2 separate regions of the Oryctolagus cuniculus genome follow, and region 1 is linked to region 2. The links are chromatin contacts, called in public Micro-C maps. All regions are on one chromosome and are shown on one strand. Each heading gives the region's core, a stretch centred on a gene start, on an enhancer-like site or on the middle of the called end of the contact. The rest is flanking DNA. Distances are from core to core; before and after follow the strand shown. Region 1 holds the start of SEC23A (SEC23 homolog A, COPII coat complex component). Region 2 holds the start of FBXO33 (F-box protein 33).

Region 1 (2,700 bases), core at 103-2,602, 290 kb before region 2:
GGAAAAAATAGAAAACACAAAAGGCCATCAAGAGCATTATGTCACCTCAACATGGTATACCAAATATATGCCCTAGTATTTTTATTTTATAAAATGTTTTTATAGTGATAGTTTTTCAGAATTACAATTTTAGCCCTGTCAAACATATTTAAATGGAAAACACAAAATTGCAGTACAATTTGAGTCCCTTCCAATCAGAGGTATTTACTAGTCAAATGTATTTCTCCTACTTCTCAGTTGTAAAATTCTCAATGAAGTGTTTTCAATTACTTCTGAATGCTAGCTTTGGGATCTTGGACAGTTTAACCACTCCTGATTTTCACTTTTCTCATCAGTAAGTGAGAGATTTGGTATAGACAACTACAAGGTCCCATCTAAATCTAAAATTCTGACTCAAACGTGGGTCGACATCTGAAACAACGTTAATTACACTACTGGAGAAGCGAGAGAAGGAAGATGTGACATGCATTTACATTTAAATCCAATACTTGTTTAAAGTAAGTTAACTTTCAGCAAATGATTCGTGGCTGAGAAGATCAGGTGAAAAGGTGAATTCAACACCCCTCAAAATCCGCGATTCCATGTATATTTACTCTGACTTTTCCTAAGGGAAAACATTATGGCAAACTAGAAACCCAACGGGGTAAGACGGGTCCCGTCTGAAAACCTAACTCCGCTTGTAACCAAGGCCCAAGGCATTAACTGCACCTGGCACTTTTCTCCTTAACCCCTTGAACTCCCAAGGCCGCGTTACTGGTGACGAAGTTACCTCGGTTCAAAGTCTAGGACACCTCGGATCACGCCGGAATGGAAGAAGCCCCAGTGCCCAGGAGCGACGACGGGCTGGGGTGGGAAGGCGGGGCGCCCAGGACGGTGGGTGGGTGTGGGGCGAGATGCTCGGACTGCCATTTTCACCCGACTCCCACCTAATGCAGGGACGCTGGGAGAGGGCAGGGCCCCCAGGCCCCGGGAGGGCGGAGCAGTACGTGGTGGGCGACCGGGTGACAGGCTCGGGGCGCAGCGCTCACCCGCCGCACTGGTCCGCAGACGCCCGCGCGCTTCTCCCGCAGCCGAGCACCGAGAGCCAGAGTCGGGGGACCACCGAGACCCCAGTCCGCCCGCGGCGGCCCGCCCGGATTCCCGCTGAGCACCGTGCGCCCCCGGGGAGCGGAGAGGAGGCGGCCCGTAAGTCGGCGTTTACCACACTACTTACTCGTTCCACCAGATCCGCGCCGGACGCCAGCCTCAGCCACACCAAATCAGCCCTCTCCGCGCAGCCGAAGCACCGGTAGCACCGCAATCAAGGCCGGCACCGCCCCGCCCCCGGCCTCCGCGAGGACCTCGGCCCGGCCAACATGGCTGGTGCCGCCTCTGCCACGTCAAGGGGAGGGGGCCGGGGCGGGGCTGAGGGGAGGAGGGGCGGTGCTAAGGGAGGAGAGGGCGGGGCGTGAGGGGAGGCGAAGGCGTGGCGACGGACGCTGCAGGCGGGATAGGCGGGGAGAGAAGGGGCGGGGCGCTGGAGGGGCGGAGTGACCCGGGCAGTGAAGCAGGGACCTGGGAGTGGGGCGGCGCTGAACGACCGCCCTTCGGCTCTCGCCGGAGCCACGGTGGACCCAATCCCTGCAGATCGCTAAAGGGCTGGAGCATTTCTTCCATTATCACGCAGACTCCTCAGCTGCTGAGAGAAATGGAGCCGTCCTCTGGGAATCGTCTTCTGGAGAGTCTGGGTGTTGCTGAGAACCGTAAACCACATCTCTGCAAGGACAACGTGGGAAGTTGGTTCTTAGTGCAACAAACGTTTACTACTTTACCGGACACAGTTGAGATGCTGGTGATACAATGTAAGCAAAACAGGCCAAAATCCCCCACCTGGAAGAATTTTTTAAGATTTATTTATTTTGAAAGAGTTACAGAGAGAAGAGAGACACAGAGAGATCTTCCATCCTTTGGTTCACTCCCCAAATGGCCGCAATGGCCAGGGCTGGGCCAGGTGGAAGCCTGGAGCCTCTCCTGGGTCTCCCACGTGGATGCAGGGGTCCAGAGACTTGGACCATCTTCTACTGCTTTCCCATGCGCATTAGCAGGGAACTGGGTCAGAAGTGGAGCAGCCGGGACTCAAAGTGGCACTCCCATATGGGATGCTGGCATTGCAGGTAGCGGCTTAACACCCTAAAGCACAGCATGGGCGCCACTTCCCAGAGGCACTGCTTCCTAACGTGATCACCTTGGGAGTCAGAATTCCAACATACGAACTTGGGTGACCCAAACATTCAGACCATAACCAGATGGATGAGAAGATCCATGGGGATATAGGAATTCAGTTAGGAATAAATCAAAGTATAACACTCTGGTAATTTCATTCATTTCATGATTCTCAGAAGGGCATCTTTACCAACTAGCTCAAAGAAACCTAAAAAGTCATAATTCCTTTCCTCTCAGCTGAGCCAAGCCTTTTAGTCCTATGAAATGCCATCACGCAGCACACAATGATGGTTTAGTCAATGACAGATCACATATACAATGATGGTTCCATAAGATTACAAAGGAGGTTAAAAATTTCATAGTACCTAGTATTTTTACTCTACCTTTCCATATTTAGATACACAAATCTGTGGTGTGACAGTTGCCTACAATATTCAGTATGGTAAAAAGATGTATAGGTCCGTTGGTAACCTAGGAGCAATGCGCTACACTGTATTT
Region 2 (2,732 bases), core at 175-2,674:
CCCCCAAGTTTCCAAGTTACTTTTAAATGAATCACTGAGGACAAGCTGAATACGGAAACGCAAGGGAAGGGACTTGCAATCCTGACAATCAACCTCTCTCCCGATACCCTTAACAAGCACTCTTCCGACTCTTTGGGCCTGGCCCAGTAATTCAAAACCACTCCTGGTAAGAAAATGGCCGTTAAAGACTTCTCTTAGAGGGTCTTGTACCTAAGGGACACCAGATGTGCACCTACTCCTCCCCGCTACCACGAAGCATCTACTTCTAATGGACAGGTGCAAAGTCAAAAACCACGGGTGTGTCTTGTTTCTCCCGACGCGCACCCCACCGGCCTCCCCCTCCACGCCTCAACTCTGCCATCTATAAAATGAACGACGACGCCAGTCAGTTCCATCCCATGGCCACCGAGAGAATGAATGACACAGTGCTTCGGAGGCGCCCGGAGTGGTGGCTGATGAACACCGAGCGCATCACCGTCTATAAAGTACAATGGCAAGTCCCGTTATGGCCTCTGCTCAAGGAAACCGCCCGGCGAGAACTGCCAGACCCCGTCCGTGGCGGGTGGGGGTGGGGGCGGGGGCGTACCGAAGGAATCGATTTCGGGGCCAGGGGGAGCGGGCGACCTCGCGTCGCCGGGGAGGGGGCGGGCGCGGGGCTGGGCCCCGGAGGCGCCTACCTGTTGTTCCGGATGCTGACCAGCACGCACAGCACCAGTTCCAAGTAGGTGCGCAGCACTTCCAGCCAACGTGTGGAGAGCTGCAGGGACTCGACGTCTTCCCCTCCAGTCCCGGTGTCCGAGCCTCCTCCGTCGCCTGGGCCGCCGCCTCCGCTCAGGTAGTTCTCGGCGGCGAACTCAACGCGCAACTCTCGTACGAACCAGCCGCACTTGCGCATGAGGAATTCGAGCCGAGGCTGCTCCGCGGGAGAGACACGGAGGCAGATGCGAAGCTGGGGCCAGAGTGCCGGGTAGAAGAGGCACTCGCGCCAGTGCGAGCAGGAGGCCGAGGCCCGCAGCCGGTCGGGCGCGGGCAAGAACGAGAAGATGTGCACGATCAACTCGCTAGGCAGAGATGCAGCGCCCGCCGCCTGCCCGCACAGAGCCATCCGGCCCCGCCGCCGGCTGCCGGCTTCCGGCCGCCCCCGCAGTCCTCGGAGCAGCCCCCGCAGCCGCCGCAGCTGCTGCAGCCGCTGCCGCCGCCACCGCACCACCCGAGCGGCCCCGACTCGGGTTCGAGCTCCCGGTGGTCGGGGCTGCGGCACTGACAAGAACAACAACATCAATGACAAGGAAGAAGGGGGCGGAACCGTCGTGGGTCTCGGCGGAACCAAGTGGAGCACAAGTTGAGGAGAGGGGGAAAAGCCTCTGCGCGGGTGGCCGGCAGAGAGCTAGCCTCCGGCCTCTCAAACTCTACCCGCACGCCTCCGAGGCCTGCACGTTCGGCAACTTCAAAACCCTCGCCTCTACTGTTTAGGGGCCCGGAAGTGGCAGGGCTTATCCTAAGGAAATGGCAGCCCTCCCCGCACCTGGAGGCGGAGGCAGAGCAGTGGTAGGAGCTGGGTTTGACGTCGCACGTGGTGGGAGGAGCCCGGCGCCGACGCGCGCGACTTCCGGAAGAGGGGCGCTCTTTCTGGGTTCCTGGTAGGGAAGGAGGCGAGGCACGTGATCCCTGACGCGAGCTCGCACGCACGCACGCCGGTTGGGCGAGACGGGAAGCGGCGTGGGGCGCAGGCGGCGCTTACTCTGGGCCCCACCCCCTCCCCGCCGCCTGACCGCGGCGTCCGCGCCCCTTCAGGGGTGTGCATCGGTTAACTCCTGCGCCCGGTCGGTGAAAAGCGGTTCGACTTGGCCTTCGGGCGAGAAGTCGTGGAGCTTCTCTGTCTGCGTTTCTCAGTCGGTGGACTGAGGGCCGAGGACTGAGCTGAAGTGCCAGTATGCAGGCTCCTTCTCAGCCGTCTCGCCTACCCGCAGGACTAAGAATTCTGCGCCTCTGCAGAGGGGGAACGGGCAGATTCTCGGGCTAACCCAAGTCAAGCAGGAGAGGCGCGGGCTGCCGAGGTAGCCTGGAGTAGCTCCGAAGCCACCAAGGGAGCCTCGCTCCTGGTGGGACCTTACAAATTGATTTCCGTGCACACCCTGGCATGTGGGGAAGGAGAGAGGGCAGCGCCACCCTTTGGACTGAGGGGGAGAGCAAAACCAGTTGGCCAATGAGTCTCACCTGTTGGTCCAGGGCCCCTGGAGAAGTCTCCTTTCCTAGTACTGAGGTGGTTGGTGATGACCTTTAGCCTGCCACCCCCAGTTTGAAAGGGGATTTGGAAACAGTGTCCCTTAACTTGACCACCGCCTGCGGAATGGTTAACTCGCGCTGCAAGGCGGGCAGTGAAGGATTTAAGTGGTTTTATGCAACAATTGAAGATTGCTGTAGGGAGGCTGCCTCTTCAGAGCTTGAACTGTGGTCTTGCAACAGCCTTATTCACTTGGGGTCAGCACCAAGAAGCGGTTCTAGATATTTTTAGCCCTTGGAGGGCGAAGCTCTGTTCGTGTTTCTTTGGTACCACTTGGTGCCTTGCACATAGGAGGTTAGTAACAATATCCTATTGTTACCTCTTTGGTTCGCTTCAGCTTAGTACCTGTTTAAAAAAAACACACCCTATCATTCATGGCAAGCCACTTGTATCTATTTCATACACAATTAGTAGGGCTGACAGCAGTGAGTTAGGAAGTTGAGACTTG

What was found. A called contact is a pair of places that touch in the nucleus more often than the background predicts.
Region 1: a contact with region 2 is called in a Micro-C map of ear pinna, with 6 times the contacts expected there. The contact joins the promoter of SEC23A here to the promoter of FBXO33 in region 2. A contact is called at or near these places in 3 of 6 Hi-C or Micro-C datasets (ear pinna, psoas muscle and an unstated tissue).

What each region holds. Positions count from the first base shown.
Region 1 is chr12:36,544,287-36,546,986 of mOryCun1.1, reverse strand. It overlaps SEC23A (SEC23 homolog A, COPII coat complex component), which reads right to left and starts at 1,352. Exons shown (of 20, transcript XM_008269515.4): 1 at 1,214-1,352. It overlaps LOC108178360 (a long non-coding RNA gene), which reads left to right and starts at 776. Exons shown (of 4, transcript XR_011380746.1): 1 at 776-1,185; 2 at 1,667-1,841.
Region 2 is chr12:36,258,789-36,261,520 of mOryCun1.1, reverse strand. It overlaps FBXO33 (F-box protein 33), which reads right to left and starts at 1,424. Exons shown (of 3, transcript XM_070053730.1): 1 at 678-1,424. The coding sequence starts at 1,279. It overlaps LOC127483709 (a long non-coding RNA gene), which reads left to right and starts at 1,756. Exons shown (of 2, transcript XR_007910217.2): 1 at 1,756-2,578.